Linked DNA regions of Mus musculus: all the other regions are linked to region 3. The links are chromatin contacts, called in public ChIA-PET, Hi-C, HiCAR-type and HiChIP or PLAC-seq maps. All regions are on one chromosome and are shown on one strand. The core of a region is the stretch at or near the end of the contact, and the rest is flanking DNA. Distances in the headings are between cores, read along the strand shown.

Region 1 (3,640 bases), core at 303-2,802, 740 kb before region 3:
TGTTTGCTGCTTGATGGTTGTGGCCGTTACTGTAAAGCCTCTTTGGTCACTGTCAGCTGCCCTCACTAAGGGTGTGCTGTGCTGGCTAGTTAATGAATTCTTTAGACAGGGATCACAAGGCTGGGGAGACAGAGGAATCAGTCTGGGCGGGTCCTGGGAAGGTCATAGTAACAATGCCCTGTGAAACCAACCTAAAGGAGCCCTCTACTCTGGACCCAACTCTTCCCCTGAGCCCCAACAGGAATAAACACGACGACGACAAACCAAACACTATGTACGCTAACTAAACCTTGTTATTTGACTTCTCAGGGGATGGGAGTAAGTAGATGATCACCAAGTGTCCTAGACAGGCCTGTTTCCTCTGTGTTGTACTGAGGTCCCTTAAGACAGGTAACCAGCGGCCAGTTTTTATTCCATTGTTCTGTAACCCTGTTCCTGCCTTACATTTTTAAAAATTGTTTTGGAGACAGAACATTTCTGTGTAGTTCTGATTGGCCTAGAACTCACAGAGACGCCCCCCCCCACCCCCTGCCTCTACCTCCTGCGTGCAGGGATTGGAAGGCCTGCCAAGTTGCCCAACAAGGAAACTAATTTTGTAGGGACCAATCACATTTTGTTCTTCCTCACTGACACTTGTCCTTTCTCTCTCTCTAAAACCGCTTTCCCTGATTGGTTCATTGGAACCCCCATTCTGGAATCTAGCTAACTATGTTGTCATTTTATCTGACACCTTAAACACTCTATGTGGAATGTTTCATAGAGCAGGACTTTTGTGTTTCAAACAGGCTTAATACTGACCTATTAGTACATGGGGCTCAGTAATTAAGTGTACTTGTTGCTCTTGAAGAGAGCCATGGTTCGGTTCCCAGTACCCACATGATGGTTCGACTATCTGTAACTCCTGTTCCAGGGGCTCCTACACAGTTTTCATGCCTCCCCAAGCATGTGGTGCATATACATACACACAGGGACAACATCCATGCACGGAAATAAATCTTAAACATCTCAGGGAGTAGGAACCATTCCCCTTATCATACCGCTCGGGATGTTCCAAGTAGGCAGCCTCTCAGAGGACAGTGCTAGATCTGAGCTGGGGAACTCTTTTTTTGTTTGTTTGTTTGTTTGTTTTTTGTTTTTACATGTATATGAGTATGTTGCCTGAAGAAGTTTAAGCACCACTGCGTGCAATGACCACAGAGACCAGAAGAGGGCGTCAGTTCTCCAAGAACTGGTGTTGGTTCTCTTGGACCTGTGAGCCGTCCAGTAGGTGTTGGGAATAGAATCTGGGTCTTCCCCAAGAAGCCACTGCTCTTGGCCGCTGAGCCATCTCTTCGGCTCCACGATCATCTTTAGACGTTTAAACAACAATCAATATAACGATACACACGCGAAAACAACGCCCTCTCTCAACTAGTTGCCTGGCAACTGCGCTGGCCGACTTTCCACAAACGCACAACTGCTGGCATAAACACTTCCTCTCGCCCTCAGCAGGGCTTCTGCGCATGTGCGCCCGCCTTGAGAGGGGCGGGACGCCGTGCTCTGACGCTTTCCGGGCAGTCCCGGAAGTGGCTCGTGGCGCGTGCGCGGTGCTTCTGTGGTAACGGGGCAGTTTCCACCGGCTTGAGGCGGACGACTCGGCGGTCTGGGGTCTCCCGGCTGCGCCCCCTCTGCCCCGCGCCAGAGCAGGTCCGTGGCTTCGGGCCCCGCCGCGTGCGTGTTCCTCAGGCGGCCGCCGCGCTCCCTCCGGGAAGCCCGGGCCCGCGTGAGGAGACCGAGCCCCTCTCTGCAGCCGGACCCCGTGCGCTCCGCTAGGTAGGCCGGGCCTCTCCGCGTGCGCACACCGCCCAGGCCACGGGGGTGAGGGGACGGTGGGGGACCGCGGCGTGCGCGGATGGGAGGGGCACGGCCGAGCCGGCGGGCGTGGTCGGACGCTTGGGAGCAGCCCGAGCTAACCCAGTCAGCCAGGAGAAAGGCCCCTGAGAGCTACGGGAGCTGGAGAGATGGCTGCGCTGCCTGCCAGAGGTCCGACCGCCTCTTCACCCCCGCTGCAGGGCACCCGGTACGCCCTTGCTCTTCTCACGTGCGCATGGTGATCTGAAACTAAGTCCTCAAGTAAATTGCACGGGAGAGGAGCGTGCGGATCCCAGCACACACTGGGGGTCGTTTCGTTTCCTAACTCCAGGATGGAGGAGTTAGTTTTTCCGGTGAAAATCAAGACTAACTCACGCTCCGGAGAAACATAGCCCTGGCTGCGTGTCTGTGCATCCCTCTCCCTGTACAGACAGGCTTGTAGTCCTCAGCCCCGAGAGTTGTCTCCCGAGCCGTCTTCTGAGACGTGAATGTGCACCTTATGGTGGCTCTGACACATCGTGGCTGTCTCGAAGGCAGCAGGAGTCAAATGCGCTCCCACAGTTCCTTGCAGTTTCCCTTTCCTTGTTATTTTAAGGAAGCGACCCTCATTAGGCTGTGGATTGCTCGGGCCTTAGCCTCGCTTTTGGAGAGGTGGCTGACTTGGTGGAAGTCTGGGTTTTAAGAATTTGCTTTTTAGTAACAGCTTGAAATGTGGCAAAAGCATATGGGAGTCTGGAGTCACAGTGCACAGATGGTTTCCTTGGCAACGACACAGTTGTCAATTACATTCAGTGTTAGACCGTGCAAATCCTTTTCTTTAAATGGGCTCTTTTGTAGACCAGGCTGTCCTCAGATTTCTGTACAGTCAGGGATGGCCTGCTCCTCCTGACCCTGCCTCCCAAGTGCAGAGATCACCTGTGCCAGCTCACCTGACTAACCCTAAACTTTCTCTGCCTGTTGTGTGTATGGCCATGCATGCGTGTCACAGTCCACATCTGGGCAGAGGACAACTTTGGAGTTCTCGCCTGCCTTTCTGTTGGTTCTGAGGGTCGAACTCGGGTTTCCAGGCTTGCACACCAAGTGTCTTTACTACCTGAGCCAACTCACCAGCCACAGAGGAGCCTGGAGAATGTGCACTGTTGTTTCAGGACAGCCGGAAGATGAGGCATGGCGAGGGACGGTAGGGCCCGGTAGACTGCCACGCTCAAGAAAGCAGTGCTGACTATCGATGGCTCCAAGTCTACACCGTCACACCAGACCTTCAGTACTCAGTGGGCCAAAGTAGATTGCTTTGGATTGTTCTTTTCTTTTTTGGTGTTTTGAGACGGGGTCTCTGTGTAGCCCTGGCTCTCTTGAAACTCACTCTGTAGACAAGGTTGGCCTCAACTCTCAGAGATCCGCCTGCCTCTGCCTCGCAAATGCTGGGATTTAAAGGCATGTGCCACCACTGCCTGGCATGAACTGCTTTTCTTAAAGCCCTGAGAAATTGTGGAACACCTGCCAGAACTGGTTGTTCTTTCTAGGTAACATCATGTAGACATTGACCTAAAATAGAGAGGAAGGGGGACCCTGGGCACAGGAGGCCCCTCTGCCCACTGCTGGGTGCCCAGTGTGCAGTTCTGACTCTGGAGAGTGATACCTCTTTCCTAGCTGCTGACTGAAGCACTGTAATATGTCTGCGTTGGTGCCCTAGTGCTAGCAAGGGCATCCTCCCTAGACAGTAAAGTAGATGTGGATGTAGGAAAGTCTTCCTTCATAGCTTCCAGAGGCTAACAATGCTCTAAAAATA
Region 2 (3,696 bases), core at 708-3,207, 860 kb after region 3:
GGTTGAGAATAGGCAGAAGTAAGAATGGATGGGCAGGAGCCATTCATGGTCTGAGGTAACTGCCTCAGTGTATTAACATCATCACAAGACCAATGAGAACACGGTAACCCATCTACCGTAGTCCTGTCTGAAGAGACAAACCACCCTTGTGTTCTCTTCAGTGATCTAGAATATTCTCCCACAGCTGGGACTGAGCCTGAACCGTCCATGGCCGTGACTTACATCAATGGAGGCCAGCACACAGGTTTCATCGGTGAATAAATGCCTTCTGGTTGGCCAATGCAAGGCTAGGTCTCAGATGAACTCATCAGAATAGCGTAAAAATAGCCCCACTGTGCTCAGAGGCATATGAGAGTTCCCTCTGTAGAGTGAAGAAATTGGGAGCACGGAGAAATTCCGATGATCATGGCCAGTTTTACATTCCCAGGCCCTGGGGGAGAATCTCCTTTTCTTAGACTACGAAGCCTCTCTGGATAATGGGCAAATCTGGTTGTGCGCCAGCAGGACACTGACTCAGGTGTGATGTGGTCACCTCCATTCTCCCTTGGCATTCAGATGATTGCATCAAGGACCGTGAGCTATATCACTGTAGATTCATAGGCCTGAGTGTGTTTTAGCCCCTACACACCTCAAGTTCCCTGGCCACTTTCTTTCAGTCCTCCTCTGAAGCACCTTCGACCTAGGAGAAGGGGGCTAGATGGATGCTATAGGCGGGGCACACTGTTCATGAGGGACAGATGCGAAGGACAGGTCTCCATTAGTTATGAAATCCTCTGGTCCCTTCTAGGCTAGCCATACTTGAACCACAGGTACACAGTTACATCTTGGTGAAGCCAAGAGGAAAATGGTTTTTCGAGGTGCCTGGCCTCTGTTGGAGGTCTGACCATAGCATGCCATTAGCAACCTGTGAGAGCCCAAGGGGTTACTTCAGTGCCCCAGCTGCTGTGGATGCTTAGGGTTTAACCATTCACATGGAAGCAGACATGGTGGAAACATATGTTCCCAGAAGGAAGATCTGTCTCATGAAGGTGGTGGGGGCAGGGAAAAGTGATGCCTTGTGTTACGTCATCTTTGCAACTTGCCCGAAGGGTGGGGCCTGCCCAGTGCTACTTTATGGGAAGAATGTGGAGTCTTGTGTTTTAAGTTTTGGATTTTTATCTCTCAATACACTCCATGATCTATCCTCTGGTCTTACCGTACAATTCCTCTTCTTCACAAATCTCGAAGGAAACTGTCACTCTTGGGTGAGCCACATGTTTTCTAATAGTGTCCCTGTTCCCCAGGGTGAAAAGCTTGTCCTGGCAAAGCCCTTAGATGCAGAGCTCTCCCTAGTTACCACACATGGCTCATAGGCAAGCTTGACGGGCGTTCTCTAGTCTTTCCTGGTTCTCAGGTAGCCTAGGATGGTCCGGAACGTGCTACATAGTTGAGAATGACCTAGACAGTCTGATCTTCCTGCTGCCACCTTCTGATGGTGGGATGACAGGTGTGCTATGCACTCTGCAGATCACAAACCCAGGGCCTGATGCATGCTAGACAAGCGCTCTACCAACTGAGCCACACTTCCATCCCTGGCTCCTTCAGTCATGGCTCTGAGGAGCCAGTAGAACTGGGGCTTAACCTCAGATGCTGAGCTCTGCCCCATCCTGCATGGTGCCTAGCTTAGATAAAGACTTAAAGACTGTAATGGAGTAAGTCTAGCATCATACCGAATATGAATCAAGGAAAGCAGAATGCAGCCTGACGGAGAGCTCTCTGTAGATAACCATGGGGCTGGATTCCTGCTCCAGCCCCTGGACTGACACAGCCTGGCCCACATGCAGCCCCCTTCCACCACCAGCCCTCCCGCCCCAAGCTGTAGCCCCTGCCACAGCTTGCCTCTTCCTCTGTGACCTGCCACAGGCCTCACATCCTGTGAGGAGGCCCTAGAAACCAGTTCTGTTGATGAAAACACTCGCGCTCTTCACCACAGGAAGCATGGGCCTCACGTTCACAGTGATAACCGCCCAGTCTCTTCACAGAGAGTAGAGGGGAGCACAGACTAGCTTTGTACCTAGATTAGGAAGCATGTGTTCCCTCCCCTCCCCCTCAACAATTCTCAATTCACCTCACATGAAGCCTCCTGCCCCCCCTGCTTCCTATCCGAGAGTAGGAAGCAGGACATTTGGGAAACAGAGACCATGTCCCCCAGAGCTTTGTAAGAACAGTAAGAAAACAGGATATTAGTAATGACAGGAGCCCCCTGGCCTCGGCCCCAGGTAAGGCGTTTAGATAAAAATCTAGGACACCCGGCTAAATTTTAAATTTCAATTAAACAGTGACTATTGTCTTGATACAAGAAGGTCGTATAGAAGCAGTTCTTCCTAAAACACTACTCAACTGTTCCCAGGAAATATCAATTTAACTAAGAGTCCTGTAGTTTTGAGTTTGTGACAACTAGTCACTGAGGCCTAGGGAACCGACTTCTTCACCCAGAGGCCGTTCTGAGCCCTGTGCTGCAAATCAAGAGCTCCCTCCATGCAAGCAATACTTCACTCTGGACATTTTACATCGGGAGTTTTTGTACAGAGCTGTCTTGGTATGCATTGTCCAGAGGAGAAACTGAGGCTGTGAGGCTGTGCGAGTTGCTGAAGTGATCTGATCTGATCTGCCAGCTCCTAGACCGTCTCCATGCGTAGTACTCACTGGCAGTGGGTGGGCGAGCGGCGGCGCCAACTTCAGAGAGGCAGTAATAACAGGTTAGCTTGGGAAAGCTCTGTGCAGAGATGGGAAGGGTTGTGTCAACACATGCAAATTATATGCAAATACACTTGGCCCTCCTGGCAGGCTCACCTAGGTGGGAGATCCATGAGCAGTCCCCCATTGCCCATGGGCTTCTAACAGGGGCAAGGGTAACAGGTTGATAGCCCCTTGTGTTCCCAGCGCACGTGGGCTGGGGTGAGTGCACACCCGAGTTCTCGTGTTCTCTCTTCTCGGATGTGGATGTGAGGGGGCTGGTGTGGAGGTGGATACATGAGGCTATGGGGCGTGGTGATGTGTGCGTGACCTGCCACCTTGATCTGTGTATTCCCAGCAAGCCACAGGGCTCCTGTCTCCTCAGATAACCTCCTCCAAAGCTTTGGTGTTGCTCTATGGAGAGAAGGAAGCATCCCCTTGGGACTGTGTCTACTGAGATGCCCTAGGACCAGAGAGAGTCCTTGGAGGATAATCCTTTTCTCAACAATACTACAATTAGCATTGATGCTATACCTGGCCCTGCGGCTAATGCTGTGTACTTAATTATCCAGGCCTGGGGTTTGTGTTGCCCTGAGGAAATTCAGTGGGTAGGTAGAGTCACTTGACCACACTTAATGGCAAAGTAAGCAGAGAACAAGTCCACAGCTGCTCCATGTTGGCCAGGTATCTTACCAGGAGCAGAAGAGTAAGCCATGCTGCATCCCGGTATGGACTCCCCACAGAAAGAAGATTCCATTGGGAGTTTATGTTAGTTGTGACAAAGGTTTTGTGCTTTTAGAGTTGGCATAGTGTGTTGGGAGATATTCTCCTGGGCAGGAGGCTGGGCTGAGGAGACAGCCAGGAGAGTAGCCTTCCTGGCTTTTCCACCTGGAAGTATGGGGGAAGGTCTCCACCAAAAGTCAACCTTACTTTTCTGAAAGTAAGAAAATGAGCCATGAAGCCTGAACCCATACTCTTCCT
Region 3 (3,742 bases), core at 626-3,125:
TGAGGCCACCCTGGTCTCTATATCGTGAGTTCCAGCTAGCCAGTGCTACATAGTGAGCCCCTACTTCAAAGACAAAATAGAATTAGAGACTAAGTTGACAGCTCAGCTGGTAGTGCTTGGTTATCATGCAGCCTTGGACCAACTTCAGCCCTGCATGCACTGGGTATGAAAGCTAACACCTGAAATTCCTCATTGGAGAGGTGGAGGCAGGAGAATGAAGGCTATCCTCGGCTACAGAGTGACCTCAAGGTCAGATTGGAATATAAGAGATCCTGTCTCAAAAACAAAGCAAACAAGCAACAACGGAAAGAATAAAAGTAAGAAAAATATTGACTGAAAAGCTTTGAGCTTGATGAAAGATTCTCAATCAGCAAATTTAGAAAGCCCAAAGAGTTCAAAGTACAACAAACGCAGAGACAGTGTGGCAAAACACAGAGCAGAGTGGGCGCACGCCTTTAATCCCAGCACTCGGGAGGCAGAGGCAGGCAGATTTCTGAGTTCGAAGCCAGCCTGGTCTACAGAGTGAGTTCCAGGACAGTCAGGGCTACACAGAGAAACCCTGTCTCAAAAAACCAAAAAACCAAAACCAAAAACAAAACAAAACAAAACAAAACTAGACTGAGGGAAACCTGAGTTTCCTTTAAAAGCACAAGGCGTATAATGGAGCAGTGGGTGACTATGATGAACTGAAGCCCTAAAATCTCAAGAAAGCAGAACAAAATGTCATAAAAGCTAGACTTTCATAGATTCAGTACACATGAAGCAGTAGTAGCAGAACACAAGGAAAGAACAGATGGAGAGGAAAACAATCCTGAAGAGCAAGAAATGAGAGGCCAAAAGAAACAGTACATCTAATGGGAAAACCAACGTAAAGCAGCAGAAATAAACCCAGGTACACCAACAAATACAATAAGTATAAATGGATTAGATGCACAAGCTAAAAGACAAAGACTACCCCTTGGAAACTTTTATTATGAAAATAACTTCAGGTGTATAGAACATGGGAAGTACATGAACAACATGGATATTCCTGCCATATAGAGTCATGTGTACTCTTCACACGAATGTTTGATGAGGAGGCTATGAAGGTCTATTTTACATAGTATACGTTACACAATGAAATACTAGTCACGTGCCAATGGGAACATACAGGGCTTATTTTGGGTATCAGACAGAGCTAGGCTCTCAGTTACTTTTAGTCATGTGATTTATGTGTGTAACTAATTTATTCTCTCAGTGAGGTCCTAGCACGGTGTGAAGCAGGTCGTTTTCTGGTTATTGTATTTCTAAATATTTCTTGCATAAACAAGTAATGCTATCAGCAAATGGTTCAGTGCAGCGCTTTGCGGTTTGGTAAACACTGAATGCAGAATAGCTTTTATTTATGACAGTTACTGAAAGCATTCAGCGGAGTGGCACGAAATAAGCAAACAATAATTGCCAGTTTATTATATTTATAATTGTTATTTATGAACTGTCACAAGGCCTGGCACATATCACTAACCCGTAAACATTGTGTTTGTAAGAATAATAAGTACTTTATTATATTCAGGCTCAGTAGAGCCTGGCACCACACGTGCGGGAAGAAAGTGGAAGTTTATTCTTGTTAATTATTATTATTAAGTAAAGCACTTAACAACAGTTCTCCCCGCAGGCGCTTACTGAACAGTCTCACTGGAGACCGCCCCTCCTCCCAAGCCTCGAGAGGCCACGCCCCCTGTCTCGGAAGCTCCGCCCTCTACCGCCCGGTCTGTGCCTGCGCAGTGGCCCTGAACACCCTGCGCATGCGCAGTCTCCCTTTTGTCGCTGGAGCCGCTGGCCACTGCCGGAGCCCGGCATCTGCTACGTACGTGCGTACGTGCGTGCGTCGGGGCGTGCGTGGGTACGTCGTGCGTGCCGTGAGCTCGCCCGGCACCGCGGCCTCGCCCTCCGCCCCTGCGCCCCGCCACCCAGGCCGCCGCCCCCCGCCCGCGCCGTCGCCCCCGACGGGGAGGACCATGGCGAAGGTGGAACAGGTCCTGAGCCTCGAGCCACAACACGAGCTCAAGTTCCGAGGTAAGCGGCCGGCCGGCCCGGGAGCTGTCACTCAGCGGCCGGTGCCGGAAGGGACGCGCCCTGAGGGCAGGACACTGTCCGCTTGAGGCCCGCATGCACCAGGCGTCTAATGCATGCATGTGGAGTCAGTGCATGGAAACGGTTTGCCTGAGTACCCTTCCATCAGCTCCCCCGAGGCAGCGAGCTGCCGGGGTTACAGCCCACGAAGCCCGTGCACACTTTCTGTGTAGTACACTTTCTGTATACATCTGTGTGTAAAGGTGCATGCCCAGGTGATTAAAAAGGTGCACGTAGACAAATATATATGCATGGTATACGCATGTTATAGATAGTGTGTATACATACATGTGCGTACATATATGTACATACACACACACAAGTGTGTGTGTATGTACACATGAATGTTTCCATTCACTAATTTTAAGGGCCACGAGGCAACAGGGTCCATGCCCAGCCTGTTCCTTGCTTCGTTGCATGTTTGAGTCATGAGATTGGGCACAGGAGGCCTATAAAGTTCAACAACCAGTAAGCAAGATGGCAGAATACAGTGGTAAGCACTAGGAGGAAGAGGAAGAAACTGGACTCTATGAAGGTGTACTTGAGGTTGGCTGATATGATCCTCTGTGTATTGCCCACGTGTAGCCCACAGCTGGCACACACGATTTTGGGTGGCCGAGAGTCACCCGTTTCTCCACCGCTGGGAAGTAACGTAGGATCACAGCTCTTATCTAGTTGTCGCATTTGAGTTCTGATTTCAGACGTTCAGATACTTAGCCACTGTACCCACAGACTCTTGGGAAATGCTTCAGATCTGTGGCTGTTCACCTTGCCTTCCAGGTTCAGAGTGTGCAGTGTGACTCTTACAAGGAAGCAGAGGCCGTCCAGTCAACCTGAAAACAAAAACCTTAGGCAGCCTAACACAGGGCTGTGGAGATGGTTCACCGGATAAAGAGCTTGCTGTCAAGGCTGAGGACTTTAGTTCAATCCCTGAGTCCCACATGGTCAAAGGAGAGAACCGACTTGTGCACATTGTCCGCTGACCCCAACAGGTGCAGCCTGGCACACTTGTGAACAAACACACAGACACATACACAAAAAAATTTCAATAGAAGCATCGACTTAAATGTGGACCCTCGTCACCAGAGGTTCCCCCACTTATCGGGATCCCACTTGTTAGCGACAAGGAAGTGGTGTCCGTTTGGTAGTGACTATTTGGAATTTCGAATGCTGAGTCTTTTTCAGGTTACAGTGGTGCGTGATCCCGTGCCTGACTGCACAGCAGTGAATCGCCGCCTGGTTATAACTGTAGCTCTGTGTATTTTGTGTGTTTGCACCCTGTCACGAGTGCAAGGCGTCCATCTCTGTGGTGGGGTGCTCATGTGCATAAACTCTTTGGCTGGTGTCTTTATTTATTTTGCGTTTATGTGTTGCGAATGGCAGTATGTGTGCCACAGTGAGTGTGTGGTACCCAGAAGACAACTTGTAGGAATCATTTCTGTCCTTCCACCCTTGGGGGTGGAACTCAGATCTCCCGTCTTGCGCAACAGTGCTTTTGTTTCCTGATCTGTCACACGCTGGTGTTCTCTTTTAGAGATATGTGGGTTCTCGTGTGCTGAGGTCAGTTCAGGCTGACCTCAGTCTTGAGACAACCCTCCTGATTTTGCTTCCCCAGGGCTGGTGTTACTGT
Region 4 (3,740 bases), core at 989-3,488, 520 kb after region 3:
GCTTGCTGGTCAGCCAGTCTATCCAAATCTGTGAGCTTCAGGTTGAATGAGAGACTCTTTTTGAAAAATTAAGGCAGAGGTCAATGAGGAAGACACACACATTGATCCCTAGCCTCCACACAAATGCACATACATGTGCACATGAGCCTATATGCACATGTGCACAATCCCCTCACACACACACACACACACACACAAACCAACATATGCAAAGGGCAGACTTGGAGGCGTTCCTGTAGCCTCTTTTACGGCCCTTCTGCTTAGACACACACAAGGGACACACAGCGGGTACACACAGCCACTGCATATGTGTGCATACGTGTGCTTCCCTCCTTTCTTATCACACGGCAGGCAGTACAAAGACTATTCTGTCCTTTGTTTCAACAATGCAATAAAAGGGAGGGCTGCCATCACTACCCGATGAGTTTTGAGGGCTTTTTTCCCCCCTCCTGGCCTGTGTCGTGACTCCATTGTGTGGAGGAGGGGCAAATGGGGTTATTGAACCAGCCCTTGCTGATGGTCTCCTTAGCAGCATTGTGATAAACAAACTTGGGTACCCATCGTCTGAGTGTCTATGGACAGTGGCTGAGTGAGTCCCAAGCCATGCAATCAGCATAAGCTTTAAAAGGTCATTTAGTGCTGGTTGGTGTCTGATGTCCCCATCCCTATGGGCTGGGGGGCTGTGGCAAGGAAGTTGAGGCTCAGAAAATTTCCCTTTTTATTTTCTCCATGTCAAGAAAGTGCTTCTTCTAGCTTCAGCTGTAGAAGGGGGAGAAAAAAAGATAATTCAATTTGAGCTGCGTACCCCCTGACTGGGTTCTGTATGAATTATGGATTTTTAAAAAGACAGGAAGGGAGGTGAGATATTGAATTTCCCAAACTGGTTTTATCTTACTCAATTTAAAGTTCATCTTCTTGTTCCGATTTAGGCTGTGGCGTGAAAAGTGGCCCCGCAGCATCTCTCCTGGTCTTCTCGCAATTAGTTGGTGGATGTGCGCAATCCTAGGAAACAAGGGGTTTGTTTTTCTGTGTTCAGTGGCTCCTGTCTATGGCTCCCATCGGCCCTGTCAGTGTTTGCAGGAATAACCAGAGTTCTAGACTTAGGCTTTGATGGGGCTTAACAGGGCTTTTCAGACCACCAAGAGGCTCACATTTGGGTGCAGGGCTGTTTCCAAGGGGGCAGACACAAATGGAAGATTTTTAAAGACAGAGAAACACAGGCAGTGACTCAGAAATGCAGCAAGCAGGATCCTGACATGGGGGACTGTCATCTTTATGAAGTCTTTTTTCTGAAACATCAGGCAGGCTGGAGCCGAGGGGTCTGTACCAGCTGTGACCTTGGGCGCCCCCACAGGACATTTGCCCTTAAATCTGGAGACATTTTAGGTTTCTCACTCTTGCTGGGGTGGATGGGGGTTGGGAGTGCTATTAGCATCTAATGGGAAGCCAGGCCAAGGACACTGCTAAGCATCTCACTAGCCCAGCAACGGTCTCTACAATTAAGAATGATCTCACCTAAATGGTCAGTGGCTCTCTGTATAGAAATCCAGCCCTAGCCCAATTCTGAGATAAAAATCAAAATTATGCAGGAACTGATAGCTACCTTGGAGCATTGGAAATATCTTCTCCACATTTCCTAAGGGCTGGGAGGATGCTGGGTGTATCCTGTGTCCGTCACTAGTCAGGTAGCTGGCACAGATGGACCCTCCCTGAGTCTCCCTGATTTCTATGCTACAAAGCACACACACAATTTCAGAGGGGAAATGCACGAGAGAGAGAGAGAGAGAGAGAGAGAGAGAGAGAGAGAGAGAGAGAGAGAGAGAGAGAGAGAGAAAGAGCTCAGAGAGCTTCCCAGGATAATGTTACTCCGTATTCCTATAGGCACTCACCCTCACCTTTTCGGTGCACACATTTTCCAGATAGCTGTTCCTGACAGCTAGTTAGTGAGGGGCCTGGGTCAGAATCGATAAGTCCTAAAGCCCTTTTTCATTTTTGCAAAATGAAAACAGCTCTTCTTTTTCTGATTATAAAAATGATACATGCACATTCTTTCTTTAAAAATTCCAACCGTACAGGAAACCATGAGAAAGAGACATGAAAAGAAATCTTCCTTACAGCAGGAGATAAACAAGTGGAGACATCTTGGTACTTATCTTGCTAGCTCTCTCTCTCTGTGTGGTGTGGGCTTGTATTTATTCTCCTGAAATCCTGGGTTGCCTGTGGGGCCAGAGGGGTCGGGAGGGGGTGGGGTGGTGACTCTGTTCTCAACAGTTGATGTGCCATGGCTGAGTAGTCCTTTAGGGTGTTTGTCCAGTCCTTTGCAAGATATTGAACAGTCTCCTTAACTCCTCCAGGGAACCAGGCTCAACTGTGACAACTAAAAGCTGTCTCTAGATATTGCCACACGTTCTTTGGGAAGAGCAAAATTACCCCAGAACCAGAAAAAGGTCTAAGTTCCAAGTTGTTGTTGTTGGGGTTATTTCGTTGTTGTTTTGTTTTGTTTTTTTCCTTTCTTCTTTTCAATTCTTTCAGACAGATGGAAGAGGCTAGCCTCAAACTCTGAATTTTGCCTGCATCTGCTTCCTAAGTGCTGGAATTAAGGGTGTGTGTATGCCTGCAAGTGCGTGCCCCACCATGCCCCCACTACCCTTTGCATTTCAATATGGAAGATTAGCCAAGAGCTTTAAGTACATTGTCTTTCCTCAGCCTCAGTTTCCAGCCCTACAAAGGGGGAAGGAGACTGATCAAAGAATGCCTGCCTGTACAATAGACTGCTGATAGCATCCCAGGATGCTTTGTGGGGGTGGGGGCAGGGGTGGGGAAGGGAAGGGAGGAGAAAGCCTTAGGGTGTTTCAACCTTTCAGCCCAGGTCAGTGAGGAGTGCTGGGCTGTTTGAGGTTTGGTTTTAATTGAATTCTTTGGGAAACAGAAGTAAAGAAAGTCTGCTTTAATCCTGTAGGCTAAGATTGGGATGGAGGTAGAGGGGGAGATTGTTTGTTTGTTTGTTTTTTGTTTTGTTTTTATTCCATATAAACCTTGCCATCTTTTGAGCTTCAGATATTTTAGAACAGGGGTGAAAAAAAAAAGAGAGACAAATTCGTGAGACCTGTTGGAGAGCTGAAAAACAACAGGGGATGGGAGAGGTGAGTCACAGGCTGATTTTATTGGATTTTCACGAAGGAAGCCAAGTTTTTCAACTGCTGCTGGAAAAAGAGGGGCCCTGGAAGCCTCTCTTTCTGGCCCCTTTCGCAGCCTGCCCCCATCTCCACACATACCCCATTGCACCCTTGGGTGGCTCTGGGAAGCTTTCTGACCTAACAGTTGTGTTGGGTAGTGGTGGTGGTGGCGGCGTGCGTGTGTGTGTGTGTGTGTGTGTGTGTGTGTTTTCCATGAGAAGAAACAATCCCTTCCCTGGTCCCAAAGGACAAACCTAGAGAGTGACCCCTCAGCAGGCCATAGCCCCATTTCCTTGTCCATGGCATAATGATGCCCTAATCCTCCTAAGATGTCAGAGTCCCCCTTGACCCATGTTCCCCAGGGACCTACAAGCCCTGAAAGTCTGTCTCTTCCCCTGCCCCTCACTTTCCCTCTGCCCCGGAGGGCCTAGGGCTCCCTGAGGTCTCTGCTCCCTTTGCTGATGCCACCTACACATCTGAGGTTCTCTGGCCAACAGTGATCTCGCCATCAGCCTGGCAACACCCCAAGGACTGCGTACCCCTAGCTTTGTCCACAGTTGTATT
Region 5 (3,759 bases), core at 1,104-3,603, 700 kb after region 3:
CACAGAGAAACCCTGTCTCGAAAAACCAAAAAAAAAAAAAAAAAAAAATGAAGAAGAAGAAGAAGAAGAAAAGAACGAAGCAGCCATTTTCCCCAAGGACACTGCCTTGTAGCAACTGGGAAGATACAACCTCGGTAGGGCCTAGTGCCCACCCAAGAGGGGTAGGCCCAACAGCCTCTGGCCATCTCTCCTGATCCTGCAATGTTCTACACCCTCCTCGTTTAACTCGATCCAGAGACCCAAGGATCTTTCCCACTCCATGTCACACTCACCCCACACTATGCTCTGCTGAGAGGGGCCTTTCGCTTCCCCAACAGCAGTCTGGCCACACCATTCCTAAGCGCCCCGGACTTTGCTCTACTCCTCTGCTATGGCTGCCCACTCCTTACCCCCTGCCTGCTTGGTAAGTACCTCTTGTCAGCCCACCTTCTTTCTTTCTTCCTCTTTCTGAAAAGTCAGCAGTATGCCCCAGCCCTCAGAGGTGGCTCTATGAGGGGCCACAGCTACATCTGCCCCTGGCTACTGCTGGGGTACAGACTGCCCTCAGACAGGAACCCCTCATCCTCAAAAGAGAGTCCAGGCTGATGGGCTGAACTGAAGCTGCCATCCATCTCACAACGCAGTCTCCCGACCTGAAAGAGGCTTCCTAGGCTGGGCACTGAGAGCCAACTGGCAGGCAAGACCTACATAAGCCCTACGGGCAAGAGCACTGCCATTTCAGTAATGAAATTTCATTTTCTTAATCCTCAACCTAGGCTCCACCTACAACAGACTTGGCCAAAAAGATACCCAATCAAGAGAGGACACTGGCTGAGTCCCACTCCCAGGCAGGAGACTCCCTTCCCCATTGGTTTCCAGGAACCACCTCTGGGGATGGCAAAGCTGAATCTCCATGCTACAGGTAGATTGGCACTCCCTGGCTCCTGCTTCCTCTACCAAGGAAGGGCACAGCAGCCCTCTGGGGCCTCTCTCTTCCTACTGAATGAACTTCTACTTGACTCTTGGGCGGCCAGGCTAAGGTTCGAAGAAGAGAGCTGGGGGGGCCATTTCGTACTGGGGAACATGTTCACCTCAAATGCCAGCTGCTACTGAGAAGCAGTTTCACTTCCACGCCCCACAAACCAACTGTGAACTCAGTGATTTTGCAACACCGGTCCCATGGTTCTCAATGGCTGAAGTCACAAGTTCTGAGGAAGGGAAGGTTCCTGGGAGCCACTTGTCACCAGATTCCAGCCCAAGCCTGTCCCACAGAGGCCCTAGTAGGCCCACAGGAGAGAACTCCAGAATGACACAGCCACCTCACTCTGGCTGAGGGGAAATCCAAGTCTGAATCATGGTACAGGGCCATGGGCCCCTGTAGCCCCGGGCTATGGCTATCATGGCTCACCTAAAGGTAGATTGGATGGTGAAGTGCAGCCACCCACCTGGCCAAGATACTGGCCCTGCCCTAGGCTTAGCATGGAGCGCCAGGCCACCTACCTGCCATGGCACTGGTGCTGCCGTGGGCCCAGCAGGAACCACAGTACTGTGGGATGTGCTGGTTCCTGGTGACGCTGGCATAGTTGACACCGTTCACATTTCTCCAGTCCCAATTCTTGGGGAGATCCGCTGGGGACAGGTACTCATGCGGCCGAGGATAAGTCCTGGGAGGACATCATGGCAATGGAAACCAACTCTGGAACGCATAGGGCCTCCCCTCTCCCTACCCCCACCAGGGCCACAAATCCAGTCATTTCTCCTGTTGGCCTTCTTCCCAAACTGTGGTCGGTTCAGAACTTGACCCAGAAGAGCCACCAGCAGAACCCAGGACTATTGGAAGCTGAATGTGACAGAGCATCTCCGAAATACGCTAATGCTCACTAACAAAGGCAGTAGAGGCGAGAACTGCCCAAACCAGCAAACCCCAGAGCTCCCCGGATGTGAAAATCATCCCAAAAGGAAGGGATGGGATTTGTGCTTCCCAGGCCTAATGAGGGAGGATGGGGCAAGGTCCCAAGTGTCAGGGGGTGCGCGCCTGGCCTAGAAGTTGACCCTTTTCCTCCCTAGGCACAGCCCCGCGCCCACCTGCGCCCCAGCAGAGCCAGCTGGTCCCCGCGAATGGGATGGTAGCAAGTCTGGCCCGAGCGGAAGTAGAGTCTGGCCCGTGCCGCACTCGCCAACAGCAACATCAGCAGCACCAGGGGCAGCTGCTGCACCGACCCCGACGACGCCATGCTCCTGCTCCGGGCCAATTCGGATCCTGGATCACGCGCAGCACCTTCGACCTCTTGACCCGACCCGCAGGCCCACGCGCTCGGGACGCCCCGCCCGGTCCTTTAGGAGGCGCCCAAGTTGGACACACCCCGAGGGCGGGGCCTTCCCCGCTGCTCCTGCCCCCGCCCCGCCCCGCTCGGCAGCCCCCAGGAGATAATCTGCCTCACTAGGAATCAAACAACCGGATCAGCAGAACCTGGGGTCACACAACCAGACCCCAGACCTGACAGTGCCACCAGCCATTGTGATAACACGGACTGACAGCAAAACTTAAGTTTACTATTCAGAGACCCAGGCATCCTGGAGCAGGGTAGGGCTCAGCAGGCTTCCATTGGCCCACTCAGCCCAGATTCTTTTGTTTCTCTGCTCTGGAGTGTGGTGCAGTGTCCCATTAGGTTAGGTCTCCCTAGGAGCGCACAGAGATATCCTGAGGCTGGAAGAAGGTGTGGGTCATACCCAGCATTGGACTCTAGCCTGGCTTTCTGAGCCCCTCCTCTCCACCCCCCAAGACCCAGGCTTTTCCTGAAGAGACAGCTCTCCTTCACAGAGAAGGATCCTTCCAGGATTACTCTTTTCTTTTTTCTTTTTTTTCTTTTTTTTCACTTGGCACATATATCGTGAGTCCCTGGGGTTCTGGAAAGGGTCCCTGCTAACCAGACTCTTCCAAGATGAGGAACTGAGAAAGAAGTGGGACCTGGCCAGCCTAGGTTTCGTAATGGGAGAATTTCCCCTTCCCCCTGTGCCCCGTGAGCTATTGTCAGCAGTCCCAGGCCACAAAGCTATCTCTTCTTCTGTAAGAAACATCCCCTGGTGTTTTATCTCAGGCTCTCTCCAGGTGGTGGGTGTGAGATTCCTGATGCGCGATGGCCAGTGGGGCTACAGCCATTCCTCTGTCTGTGGATAGGGGCAGTCAGAAATCATAATGGCTGTCTTGCTGCCTGCCTTTCCAGATCACCCAGGATTCCAACAAGACTCAAAAGCCTGCTGGATACCTCCTGTCAGAGAGCAGAACAAGACCTCAGAAGCAAACTTGGGGCTACCCTTAACAACGCAAGAGTTTTGTTCCCTGTTGCTATAAAGTAGTCACGGAGGCAAATGAACACTGGCATCTGTATGTTGAAATCTTTCATCCTGGGGGGTCATGGCAACCTCTCCCTTCTGCTGGGTGGTAAGTAGCCTGGTAGGAATGAGGGCCTCCCAAGGCCCAGGCAGAGACCTGAGTTCCCTAAGCCAGTTCTCCCCAGTAGTGACCATGCATTGACCTTAGAGCCCTTCGGTCCACTCTGGGGGAGTGTCGCCTCCCACGTGGGTTCCACATGGGCTCTCTCTCGCAGGAAGGGGACAATTGGTCTTGGCGATTCTATGGCATCCCACAGGCAAGGTCTAGTGAAGAGCACAATAGGGCAGCAGCGTTTATCGGGAGAGTGTGTACTCAGTGTGCTCACGGTCCCAAGTTCAATCCCTGGCACAGATAACGAGCAAATGAATGAGTGGAGTTTTAAAATT

Evidence for each region. A called contact is a pair of places that touch in the nucleus more often than the background predicts. ChIA-PET counts read pairs in DNA pulled down with a chosen protein or histone mark. HiCAR-type assays count read pairs that join an accessible place to other places. HiChIP or PLAC-seq counts read pairs in DNA pulled down with a chosen protein or histone mark.
Region 1: a Hi-C map of the G1E-ER4 cell line shows a contact between it and region 3, with 6 times the contacts expected there. The contact joins the promoter of Rae1 here to the promoter of Vapb in region 3. A contact is called at or near these places in 2 of 39 promoter capture datasets (liver and pre-B cells), 3 of 484 Hi-C or Micro-C datasets (CD4 T cells and the G1E-ER4 cell line), 1 of 115 datasets of contacts at active chromatin or transcription factors (memory CD8 T cells) and 2 of 9 other capture datasets (adipose tissue and macrophages).
Region 2: an RNA polymerase II ChIA-PET map of memory CD8 T cells shows a contact between it and region 3, with 12 read pairs. The contact joins the enhancer-like site here to the promoter of Vapb in region 3. A contact is called at or near these places in 3 of 39 promoter capture datasets (embryonic stem cells, liver and pre-B cells), 1 of 484 Hi-C or Micro-C datasets (B cells) and 2 of 115 datasets of contacts at active chromatin or transcription factors (bone marrow-derived macrophages and memory CD8 T cells).
Region 4: a contact with region 3 is called in a HiCAR-type map of embryonic stem cells, with 3 times the contacts expected there. The contact joins the enhancer-like site here to the promoter of Vapb in region 3. A contact is called at or near these places in 8 of 39 promoter capture datasets (the 3T3-L1 cell line, HPC-7-derived erythroid cells, cranial neural crest and 5 more), 2 of 484 Hi-C or Micro-C datasets (the G1E-ER4 cell line and nephron progenitors) and 5 of 115 datasets of contacts at active chromatin or transcription factors (astrocytes, embryonic basal ganglia, embryonic stem cells and 1 more).
Region 5: an H3K27ac HiChIP or PLAC-seq map of bone marrow-derived dendritic cells shows a contact between it and region 3, with 4 times the contacts expected there. The contact joins the promoter of Ctsz here to the promoter of Vapb in region 3. A contact is called at or near these places in 3 of 39 promoter capture datasets (the HPC-7 cell line, embryonic stem cells and liver), 1 of 484 Hi-C or Micro-C datasets (the G1E-ER4 cell line), 3 of 115 datasets of contacts at active chromatin or transcription factors (bone marrow-derived dendritic cells, bone marrow-derived macrophages and pancreatic cancer cells) and 2 of 9 other capture datasets (adipose tissue and liver).

What each region holds. Positions count from the first base shown.
Region 1 is chr2:172,998,565-173,002,204 of GRCm38.p6, forward strand. Rae1 (ribonucleic acid export 1) reads left to right here and starts at 1,553. Exons shown (of 12, transcript NM_175112.5): 1 at 1,553-1,812.
Region 2 is chr2:174,600,519-174,604,214 of GRCm38.p6, forward strand. Gm46781 (a long non-coding RNA gene) reads right to left here. Exons shown (of 2, transcript XR_003953979.1): 2 at 2,294-2,755. It also overlaps a transcript of Zfp831 not described here. Among named protein-coding and RNA genes, the nearest start is that of Gm46781, 4.6 kb to the right of the region's middle. Within about 2 kb of position 1,958, at least 105 of the 459 cell types and tissues checked have an H3K27ac peak or open chromatin away from gene starts, as enhancers often do. A contact at or near this core is called in B cells, memory CD8 T cells and pre-B cells, where this site is marked.
Region 3 is chr2:173,735,696-173,739,437 of GRCm38.p6, forward strand. It overlaps Vapb (vesicle-associated membrane protein, associated protein B and C), which reads left to right and starts at 1,876. Exons shown (of 6, transcript NM_019806.5): 1 at 1,876-2,055. The coding sequence starts at 1,998.
Region 4 is chr2:174,258,838-174,262,577 of GRCm38.p6, forward strand. No RefSeq gene overlaps it. Among named protein-coding and RNA genes, the nearest start is that of Mir296, 6.4 kb to the right of the region's middle. Within about 2 kb of position 2,239, at least 22 of the 459 cell types and tissues checked have an H3K27ac peak or open chromatin away from gene starts, as enhancers often do. A contact at or near this core is called in embryonic stem cells, where this site is marked.
Region 5 is chr2:174,436,686-174,440,444 of GRCm38.p6, forward strand. Ctsz (cathepsin Z) reads right to left here and starts at 2,354. Exons shown (of 6, transcript NM_022325.5): 1 at 2,065-2,354; 2 at 1,480-1,643. The coding sequence starts at 2,213.